2 separate regions of the Athene noctua genome follow, and region 2 is linked to region 1. Evidence: chromatin contacts called from public Hi-C data. All regions are on one chromosome and are shown on one strand. The core of a region is the stretch at or near the end of the contact, and the rest is flanking DNA. Distances in the headings are between cores, read along the strand shown. Region 1 holds the start of MLF1 (myeloid leukemia factor 1). Region 2 holds the start of LOC141963121 (lysosomal amino acid transporter 1 homolog).

Region 1 (7,206 bases), core at 1,672-4,171:
TCACTGTAGATCTCATTAGTTCAGGAACAAGATACCTTAAAACTTTTAATTAAAGATAATATTTACTGCAAATGAATAAGAGTTGGCAGGTTTCAGCAGAAACCATAATCTCATTTATGCAAAGTTTTCTTATATTAAGGCAGACATCATTAATCTCATTGGAGATGCCCTCCAGACTGACAGTGCTGTAGCACCGAGGTGATTTCTTACAGAAGTCTTTTTATCTACACAAAAGAAATCTAACTCAAGCAGACACAAACCATAAGAAGGCCTGAGCAATTAGAGATATCACTCTGTGCAAATAGAGTACTGACTTTATCGTGTTAGTGAGCCTCTCATAATGAGCTCACTTCTAACGGGGCCCATCTTCCCACTAGCAGCCAAAAAATTAACAACAACTGGAACTCGGTTATCTGCACAGTAACCCAGCTCTGGATCCGCTCTGGCTTGGAAAGAAATTTCATCTTTTGGAGTCGGAGCCCATGTAAAATCAAATAGCGAACTGTAGATGATGTGATGTGCTCTGAACAGCTGTTGGGAAGCTCCACATTCCTGTTTCATCGCTGCACAGGTTTCTTTTTACAATGCTGAATCCATACCAAGGCTACACGGTGGTCACTGAACTCGGAGTCAGTTTTGTATCCGTGTTCAGAAACCATAAATAAATACTGTAAAAAAACCACCCAGTTAGGTTTTGGTAGAAGACTGCGAACAAGTTAACCACACCGAAACAAACATTCTGAGAAGATAAAGCTCCAGGAGGAGAAAAATTTGCAGGATTCTGTATTTGATGCATTAATTATGTTGAAGAAAATTCACCTTGCTGGTTTGTAGCAAGGAGCACACCATGTCCTGGATATTAATGAACTGCTATAACAGCAAAACCAAATTGATCCAGGGTATCTGTCTATTAGTCAGAATATAATGACAAGTAATTAAGAAATGAGCACTGTATATGACCTAATCAGGATGGCAAAGGTACAGTTTATTGCATTTCTGGTATGAATACGCTCTAGCTTCAGAGGAGTTTTAAAGAGCTTTAAAATCTGTGGATTGAACAACTAACTACAGTGCAGGGGATGATATTACTACAACGTTTGTAATATTTTCGTGTGGTGGTTTGAAACAAAGCTTGAATTCTGTCTCTGAGCAATAAAAAGTTCTCTGATAACATCATAACCGGCACAAGATTTCGTTACAAAAAGCCCCAAAGCAGCAGAGTTCACTTCCATGACTACCGCCTGATTTGTTTTATTTGCTAATCTTTCATCAGAAATGTACAAACAGTTCACAGACTTCACCTGGATAATCAATGGGTAACCCTTTTTCTGTCATGCTTCCCTGCCCACCAGTCAGTCAGCATAAACGTTTTCACTGTAACAACTGCTCAAACTTGGAGTGCATCTTAAGGCTGCAATATCACCACTTGCTAGGATCTAAAGAGAAGTCTACATCAGTAGACAGCAAAATCAATGCTCATCCGATTACAGATATTTTTCAAAAATATTGCAGGCTCAGTTCATTCATCTTTTATGTCGGGTTTCCACTTTGGGCCAAATACCAGCAGAGCTGCTTCTGCAGCATGATGGATCTTAGTGGAACGAAGGATCTACTTTCATGACTGCCATATAAATACTCCGATGCTCTCTATTCCCACCTGGTTATCCGGAGCACATTTTTCTAGCTTTCCCCTAAATGCTGAGATATTGAAAGAGATGTGAGGAGGGAAGAGCCTCCACCTGCCTCTCGACAGGAGATGCAAAGGAAGAACCAACCCCCAGGGCTCACAGCTCTGAGAAACTTTGTCTTCTAGAGCGGGAGAATTTCCCCAATCACATTTTTCTCCACAATTCTCCCATTTTATGAAGAATGAAGGCGAGATTCCTATACCTCTGGTTCTTTCAAACTGCCCTCCTTCAGAAGTTTATATATAACGACAGTTCTCATACACACCCCTACACGTTCACAACCACTCCGCTCTTCAGCAAACCGAGATAACGCTCCCTGTCCATTCGCTCTTTTATTTTTACTGGAACTTTCCTTTGACAACCATACCCAGCACAGGGTTTGCTGCGGGGGTTTCTCCTTTACAGCCGGCCACGGGACTGCTTGTCCTGCCAAGAAGACAAAGAGCTCTTTTTCCCTTTCTGTCTAACCAGTAATCCTAACCAGCCTGGCTCCCAAAGCCGGTACAGTTAAGCAATACAGAATGAACTGTTGGCCAGAAGGCAACTACCGTAAAGCCTCAGAAATCGGAGACGCCTTGTCAGTGCTGAGCTGGTGTGGAGTGAAAGGTAATCCCGATCCACAAACGGCGGTGATGGCACCCACGGCCGCGGCGGTCAAATATCCTTCCTCCATCCCGGCCTCAGTTTTTTTCCTCGCTGCTAGATCTGGCTGGAACAGCTACTGATGGCTGCCTGTAGCCCAGGCCACCGGGGTGCCGATGCTCGCCCAAAGGCCAAGCTGGGAAAGGGCCGCAGCCCGCCTCGCACAACACGGGCGCTTTATTTTACTGCCACCTACTGGAAAAAATACAATTCTCTCCAAAATTTCTAAAGACGGGGCAGCGGCGCGAGCCGGGCCGACAGCACCGATCCGCAACCGCCTGAGAGGAGCTGGGCTGAAGGCCGGGCCTGCTCCCCGCGCCGGGGCCTGCTCCCCCCGCAAGGCCTCCGCCGGGAAAACCGGGGCTTCGGGAGCGGCAGCCCGAGGAGGCGCGGGGGGATCCCCCTTTTGTGGGGGTCCCCGCTCCACGGCCCCCCCCGCCCTGCGTGGGGCCGCGCCAGGCCCCGGCCCGAACCTTCTGGAGCGGGACCGCGCAGCGGCGCCGGTTGCCACGGCAACGGCGGCACCCGGTAAGCCCCGCCCCCTCCTCGCTCGTCACAGCGGCGGCGGCCAATGGCGGCGCTGGGCGGCGTCACGTGTGTCAGCGGGCGCCACCGTGAGGGCCCGGCGGGGCCGGCGGCGCTCACTGCACCGGGGAGCCGCCGCCATGTTCGGGGGGCTGGGGCGCTGCTTCGAGGAGGATCCCTTCTTCCGGTGAGCGGCCCGCCGCGGCCCGGCGGCCGGCCGGGATGGCAGCCGCCCCTCCCTGGAGCCGCCCCGCCAGGGGGTGTGAGGCGGCGGGGGGGCCGCCGCGCTCCCCGGAGGAGCGACTCGGGGCGGCGGGGCTTGGGGCGCTGAGGGACCGGGGCTGGCGGCGGTGCCGGTTCGCAGCCGCGCTCCTCCGGCTGCCCGGCTCCGGCGGCCGGGCGGGGGGTCCCTGACAGCCGCGGGGGGGTAGATTGTTGCCGGTGACTTTAAATGCCACGGTCTTGTCTGTCGCCCCCCTCTCCAGTAACGCGTGCAAGCTTGCCTGCCTCATAGCGCGGGGAAGAACTTAGCCATAATGTCACAGTGGCATCGGCGGAGAAAAATCTTCACACCCCTTGGTCTGACTTTCGTGATTTTTTTTTTTTTTTTTTTTCCCCTTGAGTTTCTTAAAAAGTTGTCAGGGAAGAGCTTAATCGTAATTCCATAGTGACATCGACAGAGGAGAAATCTTCCCCTCCCCTGGGTTGATTTTCTTGATTATCTTTTTTCTTCAGTTTCTTAAAAAGTTGTCAGGGATGGTCTTAATCATAATTTCACAGAGACATCGACTGAGAAGAAATCTTCACCTCCCCTGGGTTGACTTTTTTTTTTCCTTCAGTTTCTTAAAGTTGGCGGTTGCTAGATATTCTAGCTTTTTCTCCGTTTATTAGTTCTTTTTTCCTGTAGACTTTCTGAGCTCCTGCTGCCGATGAATACACTAAAGATAACACCAAGGCGTTCTTGCATTAAAACTCTGCAAACCTGCCTGTGAGATCAGGTGAAAGGCAAACTGTCTCCTTGTGCTGCTTCTCTGAGTGGATGCTGATGCTTTAGCTCAGCAAATGTGGAGTTTTTTGGTCTCTTTATCATGAGCACGCCGGTGGTGCTTGGGGTAGAGCATGTCTGCGCATTAAATTCTGAAATCGGTTTATTTCCTGTGGGAATCTTAAGTTTGCCACTGGAATCTAAATCTAAGGAGTGTGTTGTGCAAATGCTCCCCTAGAGTGCTGGGACAGCCCAAACTGCTGAAATATCTATCTGGCCCCAGTTTATGTCTTTGGTCAGAAACTAATCTGTAGTGGGTAAGAATGGGAATGGAGAACTTGGAGGAGCCCGAATGATTTTAGTTTTTCTAAAGATGTGGAGCTTAATTACAAGCAAAGATAAGGGGTAACGCCGGTGGGTGGACAAGGAAGGGAAACACATCAGGCCTTGTCATGTGGGTTTGTTGACTTTATCTCTTAGTTACAGGCTATTCTAGCTGAGGTTGCATTTGTACCTCTTAAAGAACCTACCGCTGAGCTGCAAAAGCACGTCCCTGGCAGTGGGATAGTCTCTAAAGCCACACAAAATGGATGAGGACGCTTGGTTTGTAGGAATATCCGCGTTATTATAACAACTCATCAGTTATATGCAGGATACACTATGCAGAAAACTTCACTATGCAAATCCTCCGTGTGAAATTAAAATAATGATGGCAGTTAAGGCTTGTTTGTAGCAATTTGTAGCATGCTTTGAGATATCAGTTTCTCTCCTATTATTTGTTCATTTCATTTGTGCATTTTTATTATAGCCACCGATGCTGTTTCAAATTGTAGGGAAGAAAAGATTGCAAAAGACAGAGGGAGTGCGTGTGAAAGAGATGAGAGATTGATACCGAGGTTCATTTTCTTGGCATTGTCCTTGTAAATCTGTTTTGCATATAGTTAAGGAAATGAGCTTATTACTTCAGATAAGATTAGCTTCCAAAATACTGTAATAATGGGTTTCTGTTGCCTCATAAGGAGAGATTTTGACTGCTGAACTGGAAATAGTGCCTGGGTTAAAAGAAATGTCTCCATCTGTGAGCAGCTGCCCTGGGGAAGCACCAGTCAGTCAGCCAGAATGCTGCCTGGGCCCAGCTGAGCTTCATCCCTCATAGCCTGGACAGGTGCAGGAGTTGTGTCTTCTCTGCCAAGCACAGTTGGCATCTGGTTTTAATTTACCAATACACAGCTTTTGTTTTATTGTTCCAGGTGTTATCTCCAGCGGGATTCTGCAACTTCAGGCTTACATAACTTTCTAAGTAAAAATGGAAAAAAAACCAAACAAACAAACAAAAAAAACCAACACTCACAGGAAGTACAGTTTTCAATAATAATAAACAATTTATTGTTCTAGGACACTGTTTTTCAACTGACCAGAAACACACTGAAGTACGGAGTAACATTGTACTTTCACCAGAACACCATAAAGGGTTTCAGCTGGAACACAGAGCCTTAAACTTGGGAGCTTAAGCTTAAAGAACGTAGGAAGTGAGCTACATCTTAGTGAAAATCCTCACTTGCGTACGTGCCAGCAGCATCAGCCGCCTTAAGGTCTCTTTCTCCATACAGCAGATGGACTTGAGACTGTCAGTCTCAGAGGCTGCACATGTTTTTTCCCCTTTATTGATCCCTGCAAAGACCTGAATGTCAGGTGAAGGTCAGATAAACTACTCATTAGACAAGATTTTGTTACGGCAGAGTAGGGTGACAACAAATGTATAAATTGTTTGGCTCCATTCAGAACTTAATTTTGGAAATACCTTACAGTGCTTAATGTGTGAAGGGCACAAATTCTGTGTGCAAAACCCTTACAGAACCCCCTTTATTTCCTCCCTCTCCACCACTTTTATGGTATAATAGTGCAAAGTGTACAGAAATCATGTCTGTCTCATCAAAAGTATCTTTTTACCCCCTCTAAAAAAGGTCAGATTAAGTCAGATGTGATCAGTGGTAATTAAAAGCAAGGTTCTCCACCTGTTGCCATCCTATAAAACCTGTGATTGGAGCAAAGAATTTAAGATCTTGCATCCTCTACTGGAGAGCCTTTGACTTATTTAATATGTATAGTGAGGGTGACATACTCCTTTTGTAGTGACAGATTGAGTTTCAGTCATCAGAGCCATCAAGGTGGTAGGTTTAATTCCTTGGACGCCTTGTCTTCCAGATTCCCTGTTGACTTTAGGTTGGTTTTGCCCTGCTCCAGAGCGTACCAGAATTGTAGTGCTTCTTTTGAAGCTTGGCTACACTAGATCTTTTGATGAATGGCTCCCTGAAATGTCCCTGGGGAATTGGGATGGACTTTACTTTTGTTCCTAAATCTGTCAGTCCACATGGTATATCTTACTTCTCTGTCTCTGACAGTAAGAAGCTGTATTTCTGAATTGTTTCATGGACCTTTAATTTAAAAAAAAAAAAAAAAACAAAAAAAAAACCAAAAAAACACCAACACAGTTTTAGATGCAGGTATGTGAATCAAATAGATGTAGTGGAGGGTGAGAGGCCAGAAGTTGCAAGCGAAACTGGAATAAGGCAAAAAGGACAATTTCACAAGGTAGGAAGCATTATTTTATGTCAGGTGAGATATTGGAGCATGTTACACACACTAAATTCAACCAATTTTTCTTATTTACATTAAATCTATGGAATCTTGTTTTGCTTATGCTGTGTTGTAGGTAACTTAGGAGTGTCCTACTTTTGAACTGGAAGGGACTGGGGACAAATTTTGTTATGCACAACTAACTGATGGAATACGGTTCATATTTATTTGTGTGTTGATAACCAAACCTATCTGAATTTTGGGGAGTCAAAATAGATTTGATGGAAGTACCTATGTACTGTGGGGGTGCTTGTGTGCTTCCCTTGCCTTGGCTTCTGCAGTGACTTTTTTCCATCTGGTCTTCATCCTGTGAAAGGTGAGGGGCCGTTGGCTGTGTGCGACTGCTTATCACATTGAGGACTGAAGCTAAAGCTAGCAGTCATGTGAGGGGGTAGATTAGGGTCTGCTTAATGACAGGGGTAAAACTACTTCTGGGGTGTGCTGGAGTGAGTTACATGCGTAGCTTAAAGGGATATTGTGTCAAGTGTTGTTTGAAAATTAATTCGGCGTTATGTTTGTAACCTTACTTCTTCACTTAAAAGGAAAAAAAAAATAAAAATAAATGCACCTTTGGCATGCAAAGACAGTACAAAGCAAAGAGATCAAAGTGGCCACGTGGTGTGGAAACTCGTTTTCGTGGGACTGGAGATAAGGGGTGGGGAGAATAGAAAAGCTGTTCAGGAGACTTTTAAGAGCTGGTTGGGTGTTGGAGTCAGAGGAGCATCCTGA
Region 2 (7,206 bases), core at 2,540-5,039, 310 kb before region 1:
TTGCTTCACTCCTCCCCATCCAGTATTTATTGATAAGATATTGATAAGATCTCCCTGAGCTTTCTCTTCCCCAGCAGTCTCAGCTCTCTCAGCCTCTCCCTCTATGTCAGACACTCTCACCAACTTCACAGCTTTTCACTGAACTCACTCCAGTACGTCCCTGTCTTTGCTCTTTGCTGGTCCCAGCACTCCAGACACATTTGACCAGAGCTGAGCAGAGAGGAAGGATCCCCTCCCTTGAGAGATGGGCAACACTGCCTAAGGCAGCCCCGTGCGCTGTTCTCTACACCAAGGGCACATCCCTGAAAGTCCTGTGTATCCCTGAACTCCTGTAGACACTGCTTCAGCTTTCCACACATTGTTCTCAAATCTTTGCATTCACTGCTTCTGAGAATCAGGCTTTCCAACAGTATAAGCAGGCACCACAGGGAAAAGTCATGGCTGTCACAGCTGGACTCAACCTCATTACAAGAAGTAAGACAGGAATGTGATACTGGTATTGCAATACACAGTGACTTACAAGAGAAAAATAATTGGTATTCTAGAGTTAAACGTGATCAAACTGAACTGTCAGCCTTACCTGGAAGTTTTCTGATGCTTAAATAAATCTTCCCCAATTCCATGTTCTCATTAATTCTTGCAAAGAAACTCTTTCCTATTGATTATCGGAATAGTATTCTGACAAGAGAGGGTAAAAAAGAACAACATTTTCTTGTCTAAATAATATCCAATATCAGTTCCATTTATCACAACTCATTAACGAAAAAAAAAACCAAACCATAAAGCCTTCCTGAATGTCTTCAAATCTGATTTCATTAGCATTATTTCACCTTAAAAATTTTAAGATCTACTTCAAATTTGCAGCCTAACAGTACCTTCACCCACCCTATATTATGCTCCCAGAAGAGGGTTTAATGTCATGCACATATACAGACCAAGGACTTTTTAATTTTAATGGCAAGGCAACAAAGAAATTCACTTAATGACAAGTTCTTGGACTAATGTATTATTCATTTTGTTATGTGACAGTAGAACAAAATTGTATCCATAAATATATAATGTTGTACACCACTTTTAAATGTAGTTTACATTTATGGAATAATTGGCTGTCTTTCACCACATTATCCTCTCTTTATTCACCTTTTTTTTTTTTTTAAGGGGATGTCATAAAATGCAGTTCGTGACATAGAAGATGCCTTCATTCCAGGAACAGAGACAGAAACTGGCCTGGATAAACCTATGAATTTCAACCTCTATTTCTGAAAATGTTTTCTAGTCTCTGGAAGGATTTTGGAAGTATTTTTACAGTGGTTTTTCACATATAAATTGCTACTTTACTCCTTTTGCCTTACAATTAACCTTAGCTATTTTTAAGTGTATTAACTCATTTGAGGTCAACATTGTACCTAATCATCAGCATACTTATGTTCACGTATTTAGTGATACGTGGGGTTTTGACTTAAATAATAAGAATACTCACACCTCCTTCCTCGGATCCGCAATCAAGGCAAGCCACGAGCAGAGAGACATCTCAGCACGGGCCCTCACACCAGGGCTCAGCCTCGCAGAGCTGGGTGCAGGCAACACCGGCCACCAAGGGTCCCAGGAGGGTCAAAGGGTGAACCATGTCCAGATACACCCACCGAGTCCAGCCAGGAGCACCAGGAGATGAGGCCAGAGACAGGACCAGGGATGGTGCAGGTCCAAAGTCCATCCAGGAAACAGGGCTGGATGCGAGCTGTACGCTGCTCGCACGGAGGGCCCATCCTGGGGCCAAGCTGCTCTGAGCATCCGACTGGGAGACTCAGCTTGAGCTGAGCTGGGGCCCCCGGCCCGGTGTGGGGGGAGGCCCCAGGAGAGGCTGGTCAGAGCCATCAAGGCCTGTCTGTGCCCTCAGGGCACAAACGCCTTCCAGGTTCCATTACCCATTTGCTCAAATTTTGTTTGCCTTCATAAATCTGCATTTGCGGATTATTTTATCCTCTCCAGTCGCCTGCGTGGTGTCTCCAGTTACTGCCCGCTTCAGGTTCACATCCAGTTCTGGGTTCAGTACCACACAGGTTCCTTACGCCGAGAGGGCTTTTCTTCAGGCACTGGGGAGTGGTAGGAAACGAATCCTCTGCCGTAACAGCAGCTCCTTCCAGCCTGCTCCCCTCTTCTCCCACGCTGCACCAGCTACGAGACCCAATTCTGTCTACACAGGCGAGGAGACTCCAGCTCTGTAAAAACAGGCACCACCTGAGCAGCCCAGCCAAAACACTGCACATGGGTCGGAACAACCCCAAGGACAGATACAGGCTGGGCAAAGAGCGAGCAGTCCTGTTGAGAAGGACTTGAGGGTGTTAGTGGATGGAAAACTGCCTGTGAGGCAGCAACGTGCACTCGCAGCCCAGCAAGGCCCCGTGTGCTGGGCTGCACCCAGAGCAGGGTGGGCACAGGGCCAGGGGGGGATTCTCCCCCTCTGCTCCGCTCTGGGAGACCCCCCTGCAGGGCTGGGTCCAGCTCTGGGGCACCAACAGCAGAAGGACACGGACCTGCAGGAGCGGGGCCAGAGGAGGCCACGGAGATGCTGGGGGGGCTGGAGCCCCCCTGTGAGGACAGGCTGGGAGAGTTGGGGGGTTCAGCTGGTGAAGCTGTGGCTGCCCCCTCCCTGGAAGGGTTCAAGGCCAGGTTGGACGGGGCTTTGGGCAACCTGGGCTAGTGGAAGGTGGCCCTGTCCATGGTGGGGGGGTGGCACTGGATGGGCTTTGAGGTCCCTTCCCACCCAGACCATTCTGTGACTGTAAGGCATGTAACAAAACCTATTCCTTCCACAAGTCTGTATGCTACTAAAAATTTCACAAATCTGCATGCTTTTGCCCATCAACAACAGATGAGTCTCATGGACATAAACAGGGAACTTCACAGTGCCAGACAAATGCTGCTCAACTGCCAAAACCAACACTGAATCACTGCTTGAGCAGCAATTAAACTAGAACAATGCAGATACCCGGAGCCTTCCTTTAATCACTCTCCCAACTATGTGTTAATTAGCTAGGCTGCAGTAACTACAGAAATGATGAGCCTATATGAGAATAAAAAGTAAAATTATATTAAAAATTCAGTAAATTATACAACACTCTTTCCTATCAAAATATTTTTAAAAATTAATGTCCGGAAGTACATACCCTACAAAGATCTCAGGATTGTTCAGTGACTTCTCCGTGCCGCGGATCACAAACTGCCATTACTGATCAAGTTAAAAGGTGGCGTTAAAGCGCTGCCAAGGCTGGGTGAGTCCAGCGGGCACTAACAGGGCAGAGGAAAGGTCACCGCGGTGGTTCTGGGGTGGCCAGAGTGGAGGCCAGGCTGGCGAAGGCCACATCGGCCTCGGGCCAGAGGTAAACGAACGGGTTGGGGCCTGTGCGCGCAGAACCCTCTCTGTGTCTCCCAGCAGCCGCTCTGTGGACGCGATACAGGCCTGAAAGCTCCGGGTTTGTGTAAAAGAGGGGCAGCGCCCCTGACAGAACTGCCCCAGGTCTTAAAAATACCACGGGTTTGGCACCCTGGCAGCGCAAGCGCCGCTTTGAGGCCCCTCCGCCTGCACAGAGCCGCGTTAGCCCAAGAGCCAGTTTTGTACCAGCCCGCGGCACCGGGGCACCGCTCCCTCCCTCAGCCCCGTCCCTCCGCCCCCCGCCGCCATCCCCGGGGCTCCGGTTCCCGGCGGGGCCCGGTCTGAGGGGAGCGGCCCCGCCCGCCGCCAGGGGGCGCCCCGTCCCCGCCGCTGCGGCGGCTGATGGCGGCGGCGGGCAGAGGGACGGGAAGGGGCGGGCGGGGGCGGGGGCCCGGCCTTCTCCCCCTCCCCGCGTCTGCCCCTCGGCGTGGGGCTGAGGGCACGGTGGGTAACCCCCCACACCCCCCTCCCCTCCGCTCCTTCTCCGCAGGGTCTTCCGTGAGGCGAAGCCGCCCTCCGGTGGCGGCAGCAGCGCGGCGGCGCGGGGATCGGTGCGCGGGGATCGGTGCGCGGCGCCGGGCGGGCCCGCCGCGCCCCGCCGGAGCCCGGAGCAGCATCAGCCCTCGCCAGGTCGGTGCCTGCCGCGCTCGGGTCCGTCAGGCCCGCCCTGGGTTCCCGGGGCCGAGCCCGCTTTGCGTGGAGCTAGAGAGCCCCTGCCCTTCCTTAAAGCCATTTTAAGTTGTCGTTCCTTTCATGTCGCCTTCCCCGTTTCTCCTCAGAGGACTGTCACGGGCGGGGGGGCGGGCGGCCGGGGCCCCCGGGGGCTGCAGAAGGCCCCAGGTCGTTGCACCCACCTTGTCCCAAGGGATGGGGCTCGCCGGGGGCTTTAGGGCTGGGATGCCCGCGAGCTCTCCTGAGGAAAAGCGCTTCCTTAGGTTTTTTTTTGTTTGTTTGTTTGTTTTTTTCCTAAGCTGGGTTGTAAGTCTTCTGTGAGAACTGGGCTTTTTTTTCTAGGTAAAAAGCGGTCATGCTTTATCATCACCTCTGAAGAGGCAGCATTCACAGTCGGGGGTGCGTAGAAATATGTTTAGAAAATAACTGGAGACAAAATACAATAACCGGGTTAAAACTGAGAAGTGTTTGAAGAATCCCTGAATTAGTTCTTAGTTTAGCTCCACTTTTTTTTTTTTTTTTCTTTCCCCCCAAGAGTAATTAAATTTTGAATACTGCACAACTGAACAGCCTTTTAGATTTCAAGCTGTTATTAGCTGCTGTTTAGAGAATCTAAAATCTGCCAAACACACGTATCTGACATCTTTACGCATTACTAGCCACGTCTCGTTGTTTGACATCCAGGAACATGCAGCAGCCACATCGCGGGGATGTTCAGGGCAGCTTGGCAGCTGGAGGAGCAGAGAATCTGGGGGAAGGCTCCCAGGTTCCAGGGACAGCTTGCTTTTCCTCCTCTGCACCGTGAAGCTGCTATTAGTGAAGTGGATTTCACTTTTAAATCATTGACTATTTCTGCGTGTACTTTTTTACCCCCAGAATAAAGTATTAAAATAAGAAAAAGAGTGTCCACACAGGGCTCTCAAGCTGCTGATTCGTTCTTAGTAAATATCTTGCACCATAATGGTTTTATTTCTAGCTAGACAAACACCAAACCTTTTCAGAAAGGTATGATGTCAAAGTTCCAAATTAACTGTTCTGTGAAAATAATATTTTTACTGTAACTTTTCCAAATGAAACTAGTATTTGGGCAGTAATCTGAGAAAGAATATGAGGTTACAGGCAAGGAATTGTTATAGGAGCATAAATCACCTTTTAATATTATTTTCTTTTCTCATCATTGGCAACTTAAATACTACAGGAACAAAAAAAATGTCATAGCAGTCTCCTTATCCTCTTTTCAGGTGGAAAACGTTTAATGCAATAAGAGTAAGTGAAAGGGGGTTTTTTAAATGTTGAGGAGAAATTCGCATCTCTGTGCAAGGCTACATATTGGGGGAGGGAACCATCTGTATCGGTCTTGCTCAAACACCATTATTCTTTTGAGCTGAAAGTGTAGTTATGAAATACTTGAGTGTCAAGGTGTGAAAATAGGTGTGTCACGGGTCCAGGTGTGAAAATAGATCAAACACTGACACTGTTGCCTTTTGCCTTCCCATCAACAGCAGGAGGAGTTCAGGTTTTGTGGCTGATGCGTCCGGCTGATGTGTCCAGTTGTTCTAACTGCTGGTGGAATTTGCTGGGTTTGGTGATGGAGCTCTCACTGGGACAGAGTATTTTGCTGGGGATTTAAGAAAGACAGCAATTATCATAAGATTAAAAATACGCTCCCAAGGACTGGCAACGTGAACGTTTTTTCTGCTGCGTAAATGTTAAGTCGTAACAAACCAAGCATATCCACATGCTTTAAATGTGTTAAGTGTGTTGTGTGGCAGGAGGCCAAAGCTCGAGTCTTCGGTCATCTGGGAAGTGTAAGTGGCCTGTCTAATTCCTACCACTCTTTAAACTGTTTGGTTTTCCGTAATGGCTGCAGGGTTTTGGAGCAGGATATAGCGTGAGATCAGGTGATTGAGTCTGAATTGCCTTGTTTAGACTTGCTGCCGCATAGTCCTTGATCTTCTAAGAGAACTTTTGCACGCGTGAGTCCAACTGCAGTTATGGTATTTAGACATTAAATACCATGTTAAACCTAATTTTTCAGACATCGTTTTAAAATACCATGTTTCATCTTCCTTTTTCTTTTTTTTTTTTACATCTGACGTATTTTGCTTATCTTGAAATACTTTGGGACGAAGCTTAATAAAATGTGTAAGGTTTTTGTTACACTGTTTCTAAATGGTTGAAAGTTCACGCCTAAAACCTGCCTCTGGAGTAGTATGTGTGCTTTGATGTTTCTCTCCTTGTAGTGGCTGGTAAAACCCTGTAAAACCCTGTGGAGTACGGGAGTGGGAAAGTTTACTTGAAATGTTACTCACAACTTTTCTTTTTAACTTTAAGAATTATTTTCAAAAATGCCTACAAAGCCTAATAACTTCACCAGTATATGCTGAATAAACTGAATATGTCTAATAGGCCAAGGTGAGCTCTCAGTGTGAATACATGTTCTTTTTTTATTGTTTAATTGGTTTAGGTCCAGTGATGACAGTTCTCTTGAGAGGCAGACAGTTTCTGCAGAAAACTTGTTCCAGTGTTTACGCTGCAGATACCTGAAGCCTCTTGAAAAGAAAAAGCAGCTTTCTCAATGACTAGCAAAGTGAGTCCTAACTTTACAGTGACTGATGCTCTATGAAAACAAACTTTCCGAAGCTTTACTAAGATTTTGAAGTAGTTTGATGCATCATGAGGATGGCTCCAAGCTGTTAATTGCAGAAAGGGTACGTCAGCCCTTCCAAGCTCTGTCCCGGTGTGTGTGTGAAGAACATCCAAACTGCCAGCCACTTCATCAGGCCTCTGGGGACGGGTGTGGTGAGCTATGGCATAACTTCATTCACTTCTAGAGGGATGCTCTGTACCTCGGTATTACTTCTTCTGTTTCCTGAAATCGCCATGCATCTGAGATGTTCCAAATGGTCTTAAAAATTTTCCCCATCTTTCTTGTTCTCGGTTTTACATCTGGCTTTAAATACTAAACAGGTGAACCTACTAGTACAGTACTTATTTTCTTGTTCGGTTGGGTTTTTTTAAACAGTGCATTTGCTCTGGCTTTTTTTCCTTAATAGCTAGCTGATTTTAAACTCCTCTGTATGAGGAATTACTAAACTTCA

Evidence for each region. A called contact is a pair of places that touch in the nucleus more often than the background predicts.
Region 2: a contact with region 1 is called in a Hi-C map of liver, with 4 times the contacts expected there. The contact joins the promoter of LOC141963121 here to the promoter of MLF1 in region 1. A contact is called at or near these places in 2 of 2 Hi-C or Micro-C datasets (heart and liver).

What each region holds. Positions count from the first base shown.
Region 1 is chr8:28,107,309-28,114,514 of bAthNoc1.hap1.1, reverse strand. MLF1 (myeloid leukemia factor 1) reads left to right here and starts at 2,921. Exons shown (of 7, transcript XM_074911816.1): 1 at 2,921-3,042. The coding sequence starts at 2,996.
Region 2 is chr8:28,422,823-28,430,028 of bAthNoc1.hap1.1, reverse strand. It overlaps LOC141963121 (lysosomal amino acid transporter 1 homolog), which reads left to right and starts at 3,789. Exons shown (of 10, transcript XM_074912131.1): 1 at 3,789-4,063; 2 at 5,608-5,913; 3 at 6,573-6,695.